4 separate regions of the Mus musculus genome follow, and regions 1, 2 and 3 are each linked to region 4. Evidence: chromatin contacts called from public ChIA-PET and promoter capture Hi-C data. All regions are on one chromosome and are shown on one strand. The core of a region is the stretch at or near the end of the contact, and the rest is flanking DNA. Distances in the headings are between cores, read along the strand shown. Region 1 holds the start of Mrtfb (myocardin related transcription factor B). Region 2 holds the start of Abcc1 (ATP-binding cassette, sub-family C (CFTR/MRP), member 1). Region 3 holds the start of Cep20 (centrosomal protein 20). Region 4 holds the start of Rrn3 (RRN3 RNA polymerase I transcription factor homolog (yeast)).

Evidence for each region. Promoter capture Hi-C pulls out the DNA fragments that hold promoters and counts their contacts. ChIA-PET counts read pairs in DNA pulled down with a chosen protein or histone mark.
Region 1: a contact with region 4 is called in a promoter capture Hi-C map of liver, with 3 times the contacts expected there. The contact joins the promoter of Mrtfb here to the promoter of Rrn3 in region 4. A contact is called at or near these places in 5 of 39 promoter capture datasets (the 3T3-L1 cell line, cranial neural crest, liver and 1 more) and 1 of 484 Hi-C or Micro-C datasets (CD4 T cells).
Region 2: an RNA polymerase II ChIA-PET map of memory CD8 T cells shows a contact between it and region 4, with 18 read pairs. The contact joins the promoter of Abcc1 here to the promoter of Rrn3 in region 4. A contact is called at or near these places in 3 of 115 datasets of contacts at active chromatin or transcription factors (fetal liver, memory CD8 T cells and pancreatic cancer cells) and 1 of 9 other capture datasets (liver).
Region 3: a contact with region 4 is called in a promoter capture Hi-C map of pre-B cells, with 2.5 times the contacts expected there. The contact joins the promoter of Cep20 here to the promoter of Rrn3 in region 4. A contact is called at or near these places in 9 of 39 promoter capture datasets (3T3-L1-derived adipocytes, the C10 cell line, the HPC-7 cell line and 4 more), 1 of 484 Hi-C or Micro-C datasets (pre-B cells), 2 of 115 datasets of contacts at active chromatin or transcription factors (effector CD8 T cells and memory CD8 T cells) and 1 of 9 other capture datasets (liver).

The regions. Positions count from the first base shown.
Region 1 is chr16:13,255,222-13,258,022 of GRCm38.p6, reverse strand. It overlaps Mrtfb (myocardin related transcription factor B), which reads right to left and starts at 1,542. Exons shown (of 17, transcript NM_001122667.2): 1 at 1,469-1,542.
Region 2 is chr16:14,360,151-14,362,850 of GRCm38.p6, reverse strand. Abcc1 (ATP-binding cassette, sub-family C (CFTR/MRP), member 1) reads right to left here and starts at 1,293. Exons shown (of 31, transcript NM_008576.3): 1 at 1,208-1,293. The coding sequence starts at 1,255.
Region 3 is chr16:14,315,921-14,318,739 of GRCm38.p6, reverse strand. Cep20 (centrosomal protein 20) reads left to right here and starts at 1,408. Exons shown (of 5, transcript NM_025345.2): 1 at 1,408-1,446. The coding sequence starts at 1,419.
Region 4 is chr16:13,779,207-13,782,097 of GRCm38.p6, reverse strand. It overlaps Rrn3 (RRN3 RNA polymerase I transcription factor homolog (yeast)), which reads right to left and starts at 1,399. Exons shown (of 18, transcript NM_001039521.1): 1 at 1,259-1,399; 2 at 1-105. The coding sequence starts at 1,341. It also overlaps the pseudogene Gm6354.

The DNA of each region.
Region 1 (2,801 bases), core at 293-2,792, 520 kb after region 4:
GGCCCACTATAGATTAACATACTTTAGGATTCAATATTGAACCATGTGGCAAGTCATTCTCGAAAACACCCACCACCCTGCCCCAATTATGTAGTCCAACAAGGTGAAGGAAAGGGAACTGTGTGAACTTCCACAGCACATTACACCTGCATCTACTAGACACACATGGAGCATACTGCCAAGTGCAACAATTTCAATCTTCTATTTCCTTATTACTAACAATAAGCATGAGGGATTTTGTGTACTCCATTAAATGTAGAGAACTCGGGCTTTGTATTGGTTACAATGTAGCCTGGAATACAGCATCCCTGGAGGGCTGTATTATCTGAGCCTAACCAGAGACAGGCTGTGATTTATCTTGCACGCTGTCAGTCAGCCTACATTGTTTTTCTCATTAGCATCAATTACCCCAAGTAACACGGTTTTATCTCAGGTCCCAATCTTTGTTCCTGACTTTGAGACTCACTGTCCCACAAGTGCATGCGTACATACGTGAGTGTGTGTCTCCAAACATACTCACTAGCCGCAGGGTCCGTGATATTACGTCCTACCTAGCTGGGTGTCTGGGCTGCACTAACGCCATAGCACGTATTTCTTCTTCACATCTAAAGGAGAGCACTCTACTGACCTTGGATCACGTATAGGAAGATATAGTATGAACTTCGTGTCAGGGTGGCAAACATTTGCCACAGAACCAAAAGTTAGGAACTTCACAACCGCTCATCCTAAGAGTGCGATCTCAAGCTTCAGAAAAGAATCAAACTTTTCAAAGTTTCTTTGCCTGAGGCAAACCTTGAGCTATCCTCGTGGCCTGAGACCCTACACCCGCCGCACCCCTCGTCACTGTCACACCGCGTCTGCTCATACACAGGGCCAAAGGGTAGCTTCTGAACACTGAGAACTAGGCAAAGTTTCAGGGACAGAACAAAAGCGGTGGAAAACTTTCTCCCTGGAAACCCGGAACGCTGCGTGCGTGCAATTTCGGGAGGGCTTGCAGACACACCCTCTGCAGCCCCGCGGGGACCCCAGGGGAAGAGCCGCGAGCAGGGCTGGGGAGGAGGATGGAAGGTGAGTCCGGGGCGTGGGCCGTCCCCATCCCACCACGTCCCCGTCGAGTGGCTCCGGCCAAGGCGCTGCTGCACCTCACTGCAGTTCCAGCGTGGGAGCGCGCAAGCGAAGCGCCTGGTACCAACTCCAGGCTGCCCGGGAAGATCGGGCCGCGGCCGCACACAGGGGACCCCCGACGAGGGAAGCCCGGACCCGGTAGCCCCGAGACCGCGGCCGCCCCGCCCCGCCCCGCCCCGCGCGAGTCCCGGGACAGCGCGCACCCGGAGGCGCCGCAGCAACCTCGAGGGGCCACCGAGGACGCGGGCCTTCCGTCCGTCCCTCTCCCGGGGCCCGGCCTCGCCCTCCGCAGCTCTCCCCTGCCTCAGTCCCAACGGCCGCCTCGCACCCGCTCGCCGCTCACCTCCCCGGCCGCTGCCGCCGCCGCCGCCACCGCTGCCGCAGCTACCACCGGATCTCGCGAGACTTCGCTCCGCCCCCGTGCTTACCCTCCTCCCGTCTGAAGGCACGGAGCCCGTCCTGGAAGCTCCAGGTAGCGCCGAGCCGACTCCCGGAGGTTTACACCCTGCTTCCCTTCTCCCACCCGGCATCCGCCCTCGCCCCTGACCCGGAAAAGTTAAAACCCAGGTGCGAGGCCGCCCGCTCCCGCCGCGCTCTCACCTGGCTGCCCCGGGGCGCATGCGCAGCTGGGCTGCGGAGCTGGGAGCTCTTTGGTTGCTGCCTAAGCTCTGGCTGCTCCCAGTCAGATAGATGGTCAGTCAGTGCCGGCTACCCTAGCAAGCAAACAGCTCATGCTGCCTCACTAAGTGCATTCTTGCCGCCTCCCCATTCCAGAAGGAGGTTGCAGCGGACGAGCAGACCGGCCTGTGGAGTCGGTGCGTTTCTGATGCCACACCCGCACCTGTAGGAACCCCTCCTCTTGAGCCCTGCCTCACTCTCCACCCCTCTGTAGTTCTTCCGAGTGGAAGAAGTGACCCCAATAGGGGGTCTGTTGCAACCCATCTTAATGCAACTAGACAAGAGAACGCTTTTCACACTTTCTCCAACTCTGTAGAGCCCTAAAAGCAAAATATGTTCGAAAACAGTGGGAGAACCCAGGATAGAATGGTTCATGGACATAGAGCCAGGGCATTCGTGGAGTTAGGTCAGCTGTTCGGGGCCACAGGGGGTCGCATATCAGATTCTGTGTATCATTTACATTGATTCATAACAGCAAAATAACTTTATGGTTGGGGGATCACCACAACATGAGGAACTGTATTAAAGGGTCCCAGCATTAGGAAGGCTGAGAACCACTGCATTACGGTGTGACTTCTTCCCAAAAGAAAACTTAAGAGTAATTGCTTCTAAGGAAGAGAGGCTGGCATAGTGAGATGCACTAAAGTGGGTACCCATAACCTCGTGCCTTAGAGTTTTACTGCTGTAAACAGAAAATTGCCATGACCAAGGCAACTCTTATAAGGACATTTAATTGGGGCTGGCTTACGGGTTCAGAGGTTAAGTCCGTTATCATTAAGGCAGGAACATGGCAGCAACCAGGCAGATATGGTACAGAAAGAGTTGAGAGTTCTACAGCTTCATCTGAAGGCTGCTAGGAGAAGAATGGCTTCCAGGCAGCTAGGGTGAGAGCCTTAAAGCCCATGCCCACAGTGACACACCTACTCCAACAAGGCCACATCTTCTAATAGTGCCACTCCCTGGGCAGAGCATATACGAACCATCACACTTCCGAAGCC
Region 2 (2,700 bases), core at 44-2,543, 580 kb before region 4:
GTTCTTGCAAAATAACCTCGTTGTCTCTACACTTGGCACAAGGGTAGAGGACACACAGTGTTCCTGTGTGGCAAACAGGCACCTATCTCTTGCAGACTCCCGAATGTAAATCACAAGCTCTGTTTCCAGCTCTGGAGAAACCTCCAACCTCTTGGCTTTAAAATGAACCATTTATCCAAGTATGGTAAGTTTCTCAACCAAAATTGGCACCCTCCTCACCCAAAAGTCTCCCAGGGGGCCTTCAGGGGTCATCATTCCTAATGCAGTCTATCACGGAGGTACCACAAAACAGAACAAATACTTGTGGGCGCTAACCATCAGCTGCTAAGAAACAGGGATGTTTTTCTTGTTTCTCAAACAAAAAGAAAAGTCATTGTGTCCAGGGTTTCCTATTGTAGTCACTAATAATCAGGACAATGTGATGCAGGAGTGTTCTGGAATAACAGGCAAATCGCATTACAGGAACAGCATTACAGGAACACGAAATACACAAGCACTGGAGATTAGAGCAGTCAGCCAGGGAACCCAGCCTAGGATCATTTCACAAGAAAGCTACCTGGAGAGGGCCTGAAGTCCCCGGGACATCCCCAGAGCAGCGGAGTCTCTCTGACTCAGAGTAGAAGGCACTCTCCTGGTTACAGAGTCCAGGGCATTTTCCACTGCACCCCAAACCTACAAAAAGAGACAGAAAGGCCCTTCTCCCCTCTCTTGGCTTTTCCTTATTTCCTTAAAGTTCCCTGATAGCATTTAGGCAGAAAGGAGAGAGGATGAGAAAAAAAAACATGAAGCCAGAGTAAACGAGAGGTAAAACAAACAGTGGGGAACCCCAACACAAGCGATGGGAAGTCCCTTTCTAGAGTCTGGGCTCCTGCACGGTGCTCTATGATAGTGTGTGCGCGGTAAACGGAGATCCTACCCCCACAAAACACAGAAAATCCCCAATTTGCTGCCTCCAGATCTGGCGTCCCTTCCCGATGGCAGAACCCCAAAGCACAGAGGCACCTCCCCGCACACACCCAGCTCTCCCGGAACCCGGTCCCCAGAGTAAGAGAGCGGCGGCTACGCCGGGGCCCGGGTGGCGAATCCCCGCGTAAGCAGAGCAGGGCTCCGGCTAGGGGAGCAGCTGGGTCCGCGCGTCCCAGCGTCCCCCCACGTCCTCCGAGTCCCCGGTCGCCCCCGCGCCGTCCCCCGCGGCCCACCACCTTACCCAGAGTGGATCGGAGCCATCAGCGCTGCAGAAGCTGCGCAGCGCCATGCGGGCGGCCGGCTGAGCGAGGAGGCGCAGCGCCGCGCGGTTGGCCCGCGTCACCGGGATGCAGCCCCGCCCCACCCCGCCCCGCCCCGCGCGTGGGAGCGAGCACGGCCACGAGTTGCCCTGGCCTGGGCCTGCAGGCCTCGTCTGCAGCTCCCACTCACTGGCGGCTCCTAAAGCCGACACGGCCCGGAAGAACCCCGCACTGGGCCCTCCACACCTGGGCTTCATCCCAGGTGACCCTAACTGTACCGCTGGCCCCCCGCTGCGGGAGAACGCTCGGTGCTTGCGTGATTTTAGGGCTTTTTCCTTCAGTTGCACCTGGAGGGATATGGATGTGAGCTCCCAAGAAAGGAAAGAGAACAGATAAGGAAACTGAGGCTCAGAAAGGTGAGGAAATTCGCTCAGAGTCCCTCAACGAGTAGAAGTGTAGTTCGTTTGAATCAGGAGCCCTATGAATCCATTCTAAACACTGAGATCTCCATCCTGAACACCAGTTTGCCACCCCTCCTCCATGGTCTGCAAAGCACCCTGGGAATTTCTCCCATTCTGAGTGCAGCCAGGAAATAACTCATTTCCTTATTACTTGGTATGAGGAATTTGGGGACAGGGTTTCATATAATAACTAAATCTGGCCTCTAAAGCACTATGTAGTAGAGGATGAATGACCCTGAACTTGTGAGCCCCTCTGCCTCCATTTTTTTTTTTTTTTTTTTTAAGACAGACTGAAGTTTCTCTATGAAGCCCCTGGCTGTCCTGGAACTCAATTTGTAAACCAGGCTGGCCTCGAACTCAGAGATCTGCCTGCCTCTGTCTCCCAAGCTCTGGGATTAAAGGTGTGCATCACCTTTCCTCCACTTCTTATTACCCCAGCCACCTGGGGCGCTGACAACAAAACCCAGGCTTCCTCCTAGGTTTTGTTGTCAGCAGGAACCACTCCACCAGCTGAGCTATGTATACCCCTGAAAAAATATTTTAATTTAAAAAGTAATAAAGAAAATGAGTAAGATAAACAATTTTTGAAGGTCAACCACAAGTCAGGTCCCCCTCAGTATGAATAAGAGTTTGGTGGTGGTGGTGGTGGTGGTGGTGGTGGTGGTGGAGGTGGTGGTTGTAGTAACAGCATTTACTTCTATGTGTGTATGTGTGTGGGTGTGTATATAAACTTGTGCTTGTGGAGGTCAGGACAGCCTGGGAGAGTTGTTTTTTGTGGAACTTTGTGGATTCCAGGGAGCTAACTCAAGTCATCAGGCTTGGCAGGAAGTTTCTTTACCTCTGTGAATAAGTTTTTTAAAGATAATTACTTTCAGGTAACAATTCTCAATGCACTGTTACCCATATTTATTGAGCATCTGCTGTATAGCAGGAGTCTTGCTAGGCTCTAGCAAGCTAGCAGCTGGAATATGCTCAGATCTGACAGACGGGAAAGTGGAGCTGTATTTTCATGT
Region 3 (2,819 bases), core at 159-2,658, 540 kb before region 4:
CCAAGTATTCAGGCACCATGGTTTTACAAAATAGGAAAGCCTAACTGAGTAAGACCATTCTAAGGCTACAGAACAGGTTTCGAAGGTTACTCAGGTCTTCAAATTTATGCAGCAAGAACTTTATTCACTGAGCCATTCCTCTAAATGGATTTCAAACTTTAAAACTGCTACCCACTTTAAGAAATATCTCAGAAGCCTGATATGGTGATGTACTCCTGTCATTGCAGCACTTGGGAGGCTAAAGAAAGGAGGGCTAATTCAAAGCCACCCTGTGCACTTCAGAAAAAAAACAAAACAAAGCTAATCTTAGGAAGAACATACATCTATCTCCCTGAGGCAAATTTAAAAACAAAACCAAGTTGTGGCAGTATAGGGGCGTTCATCACTTTGAGAATGAGGCAAAAAGAGTGTTTGTTGTTAGTTCAATGTCAGCCTGAGCTACAGAGTGAATGCCCAGATAGCGTGGACTACAAGATGAGACAAAAACAAACAAACACCCAATGATTTCTTTTAAAGTCTATATTTTCTATTTCTTACAGTTTACTTCCTCGAAAATATGCTCACTAGCATCCACTCATAGACTTCCACTATTGGGCTGTCCAGAATTTTAAGGGTCCAGTGTCTTAGACTCCCTGGAGAGTCAACTGCCATTATACTGCCTCACATTTTGAATGTATTATTCCCATGTTTGTTCTTCTTAATCTTTTATCAGCTGTTTCCACAAACAACTCGAGGATTCCAAATGTACTCGGTGTTAACGGTAGTGTAGAGAGCAAGCTTTGAAGAGATGCTGGCCTGGGTTTAGGTTATCACCTGCTCCACCATTTGCCAGTGATCTTCCTTTAGACACTCAACTTCCTCCTCTGTATAACGGGCATCATTGACCTGAGGCGTGTAAAGACTTCCTAGTGTTCACTTTCGAGTGGGTGCCGTGTAAGATGATTTTTAAGGTGGCACTTCTCAGACTAACAGCATCCATCCACAGCATTCTGGAAGTTGACAGAAAAACCAACTCTTGGTCCGTGCCTCAGAAAGACCCAAGGGTGGGTCAGAGCAGTCTGTTCTAACCAGTCTTCCAGGTAATTCTGACGCTGGGTTGTGTCTGGGACTCGGACTGAGCACAAAGCCTGCCAAGGTGCGGGGAGGGGAGGTGAACAATCAGCACCTTGACCTGTAGGACTTGGGCGGCGACAAAAGGCAAAGCAGTTGGGTACAGATTTGGCTCTGGCTCCAAGCTTTTCTGCAGTGTAGCCCGCCTCACACGGTCGCTGATTGGTGGAGTCTCATGTGGCGGCTCGCCAATCACCGGAGCGCAGGCACAGACGCGGTCTAGCAGAGCCATACTCCTATTGGTTGGAGGCCGCGCCGAGAGCCGTGCGTACGCACTGGAGAGGCGTGGCACCAGCAGCCGTTGAAAAATGGCGACTGTTACGGAACTGAAAGCTGGTGAGTGCATTGAGGGGATGCTCGGTTGCGGGAAGCGTCGAACCTTCCGTATATGATAGGGATGGGACAGAAGGAGAGCGCGCGGGACATCGGCTCATCTTTTTCCAGGGTCGTTCTAGGGTGGCAGGGCCCACCAGGGGCGGCCTTTGCGCATGCGCTATGTTAGGGCCAGCCTTTGAGCTGGAGGAAGGGACTGGTATCTGTTGTCCCCTCAGGACCTCTGGGTATCTCTTAGAACCCTACTGAGCAGACAGCGCCCAAAGGCCTGCGTTCCGAGCTGACCACGACAACACCACAGCCACGATTTGGTGACAGACACACTTCCCAATGATTTGCACGGCTAGCCCATCCGGACGACAACGTATGGCTAGGTCCTCCTTGTCCTTTGGCAGAAACCTGAGACAGAGTTGTCCATCCTGGCGGCTCTTCAGGATTTTTCGGAAGAGGTTTTCCAAAATGGTTGGTTGTGTGCAGGGTGCATGCAGGTTCCATCCCCAGGACTACAAAACAAGGAGTAGACATCAATAACGCGTGTATACTGTTAACTCTGAATAGTAATTAGAGTTAACGTTTGAGTTGTAATTGGAGTTAAGGTTCAGTATGTGATTCTATCAGACCCTTAACAACTCATCCAACTTGATTCTGTGTAGCAACGCTATGTCCATTTCATACATGAGAGTTGGAATATTTCATCCACGATAATTTAGATAGAAATCGACTCGTGTGGAAACCCCATAAGGTGCACTGGCTTAATCATGCCATTCTGCTTCCCGTAGAATAAACCTAGTTCTGAGTGTCAAGGAATTCAGAGACTAAGCCAACGGTAATGGAAATCTGGAGAGAACCAAATGGAATAGTTTGGAGACTAAGATGTAGTAACTATTGACTGCATATGTATTGGGGACACTGCTGGTGAGCATTCCAAAAGCAGACATACCTCAGTCCCCAGGAGGGACTTCACATGAGTCAATGAGCTGTTCTGGGGATGGGAGTATACATAGTACATGTATATTGTATAAACTTTTCATAGGATTTCAAGATAAAGTCTATGGAAAAGAAGTTGGGTTAAGACCAATTCCTGAAGGCATTTTTATAATAATAGCATTGTAAGCATAAGACTACAAGTAGCAAAATGATAAAAGAGCCCAGAGGTTATCCCTACAAATTGAGGGGGACCTCCTTATATATGTTCTTCTGCGTTCTCTGGTTCTTGGTATGCTTTGTGTCTGAGAGAAAAGTAATAAAAACTTGTTCCTAATCAGTGATCTTACATTTTCTGGGCTTTTACTGGTCTAAAACCTCTTCCATTTCACCTAGCTCTTTCTCTGAGAAGTAGAGTTCATTACCTCGGAGAAGGCAGCTGAGGCATGGTT
Region 4 (2,891 bases), core at 150-2,649:
TTTTTGTATTTCAGTAAGACTTCTGTCACAGTTCCGCCAAACCGAACAGTTTTTTTCGGAGGAGAATTGAAGAAATCGCTCTCTAACGCGAGCATATCGGAAAGCCTGAAGAACCAGGAAGACCAGTTATCAAATTCATGACAGAGAATGACGGCAGGGAGCATGGCTGAGCCAACATCATTTTGTGTGATGAGGCTTAAGTTTCTCAAATGATATCCCTCCTTCCAACCTTCTCTCCCAGGAAGCCACTCTTCCCTCAGTAAATCTGTCTCAGAAGCTGTGGCAGAATCCAACCTAGGCTACATAATGAGATCTTATTAAGAGTAAGGGAAGGAAAAGAAACTCCATATTCCCACATTAACCCTGTAAGATCCTGTTTAACCAGCCACCTTTCCTAACCCTGATCTCATGATACAATCATTTGTTAAAAGCGTGATGTCCTTTCTATTCCTCAAATTTGTCAAGCTGATTCCCATTTCACCTGCTACTCGCTGTTAGAAACACTCTTCCCAAGGTTGGAGTTCAAATGTCAGAGGCCCTCTCCACCAGAACCTCATACACTCACGCTTTATCCTGGAACGTTGTAGTTCTTCATAGCATTTACTGATACCTGAAACTATCTTATCCATGTATTGCCGCCGCCCCCCCACCCCACTGCCCCGCCTCCGGCTCTGCTGGGTATGGGTTAGTGTCTGGATAAGCTGCTGTCCCCAGTGCCTTAACACAGAGTATACACACTTTATTAACAATTGTCAGTACTATGCTAAGTGCTTTACAAGGTTTACTTCGTTTAAACAAGAGAATCAGACAAAATCTAAAGGTTAGATTCCAAATGTTTTATAGGGATAGGTATTTTAAAATGTTGGGCAAAAAGGACTGCTTATATAATATACGGTTCCACTATGCTACTGCTTGCTTCTACAGAAACAAATTTCAAACAAAATTTTTGGAATTCGATAGGTCACCAGTGACAGCTTTCCCCTAGATATCCAAAACCCTGGAAATGCCGCCCATGTCTTGGCCAAGAGAGGGAAGAGGAAAGGCACGGAAGATTAGCCTAGAGTCCCACAAGGGTGCCCCAAGAGTGAGTGGGAAACAATGGAACAGACAAGGCTCGCCCGGGCAGAGGGGACCCGAGGGAACCAGAGGCTCCTGCGTGCCCGAGCCGAGCCCGCACGCCCGGCCCCCTCGGCACATGCGGAGAGCTCTCAGCGGGCTCGAGCCCCGCACCCGCAGGCGGAGGCCGCCCGGATCTTACCCAGTCCGCGACGCACTCAGCGTGGCAGAGGCCGCTGCCGTCACATCGCCCGACAAGCGCGTGTGAAGCAGCGGGGCCGCCATTCGGCCTGAACTGAGCGAACGCCCGGCCTTGCGCCGGAAGCCACGACCTACCCGCCCCGGAAGTGGCGCTGCAGAAGGCAGCCCCTTGCGGGACGCGGCCCACGTGAGCAGAGCGTAAGGATCGCAGCAAGAAGGCGGGTAGGCTTGCGTCTGACCTTAACCGGCCTGAAGCTTTCCTAGAAATAGGCTGGCACAGCTTGGCGGGGCAATCGGTGGCCGCATTCCTCAGAAACTCCTTCAAAAAGAAGCTTGTCTTAGAGGCGTGTGCACGTGACCTTGGCGCTCAGGAGGTGGAGGCGGGAGGATAAAAGGAGTTCAAAGCGGGTTTCCTTCTGGGAAGTGAGTGGAGGAGGAAGGTCAGCTGGGTGCTTTCTCTGCCTCTCTGACCTAGCAGGCTTGCACCCCAGCATCTGGCCCCTGAGTCTTCATTGGTAAAATCGAACGGCTGGGATTTTTTTGGTTTTCAAACAACATGTTGGCTCTCTTAACTTTTGGCAAGACTCCGAGGGACACTGAGAGATCACTCCTGCTGAGGACAACCTGAGAAGCCATCAGATTTGGTCCCGTGCATCAAGCCAGAAGCAGCCACAGGGATGGCTGTGTTTCTCATGACCCCACACAAGAAGACCACCATCTTCACTGAGGCCAAGGAGTCAAGCTTGGTGTTGGCACTCAAGCGCATCATTGAGGGCATCATGAAGAGGCCTCCTGAGGAGAGCTGCTGTTCAAGGACAACCAGCTCCTTGATGAGAAAACTCTGGGGGAATGTGGCTTCACTAGTCAGGTAGCAAAGCCACAGGCCCCAGCCACAGTGGGCCTGGCCTTCAGAGCAGAAGATGCCTTTGAAGGCCTGCCTATCTACCCCAATTCTTGTCCTCCAGAACTTCCAGGTGTGATGAAGGATTCTGGAAATAGTGCTAAGGAACAAGTTGTACAGTGAGGGCCCCAGGCCCACCTCCTAGAGATCCATTCCTCCCCCACCACCACCACCACCAAAAAAAGGGAGTTCAAAGCCAATGGGTAACTATTAGGACCTGGGTTACTCAGGTAAAGAGCCCGGTTTAATGTTAGTAATACAGGCACTGGAGAGGTGGAAATAGAAGGATCCTGTATATCATTTTAGACACATTTTCACACCTTACTCTGTGTGAAACACATATTACACAGTGACCTAGCCAGAAGTGTGGAGACTGGTAAAAAGCCAGAGGGGAGAGTTGGACCGATGTTACCATGGGTAAGAGAACCCAGGCTGGGGAGCTGGGCATGATGGTACATACCTTTAATCTCAGCACAAACAGGCAGATCTCTGAATCTGAGGCTAGTTTATTTAGACTATCGCGTAAGTTCCAGAACAGCCAAGGCAATACAAAAAGAGCTTGTCTTGAAAACAACAAAAGAGGATCCAGGTTCACAACTGTTTCTAACTGCAGTCCCCAGTCCCAGGGCTTCTTAAACCTCTGTGAGCACAGCAGGGACACACAGATGTACAAAAAAACCCACCCAAACACATAAAATAAATCTTAAGACAGTTTTAGAGAATTTGCTATCCA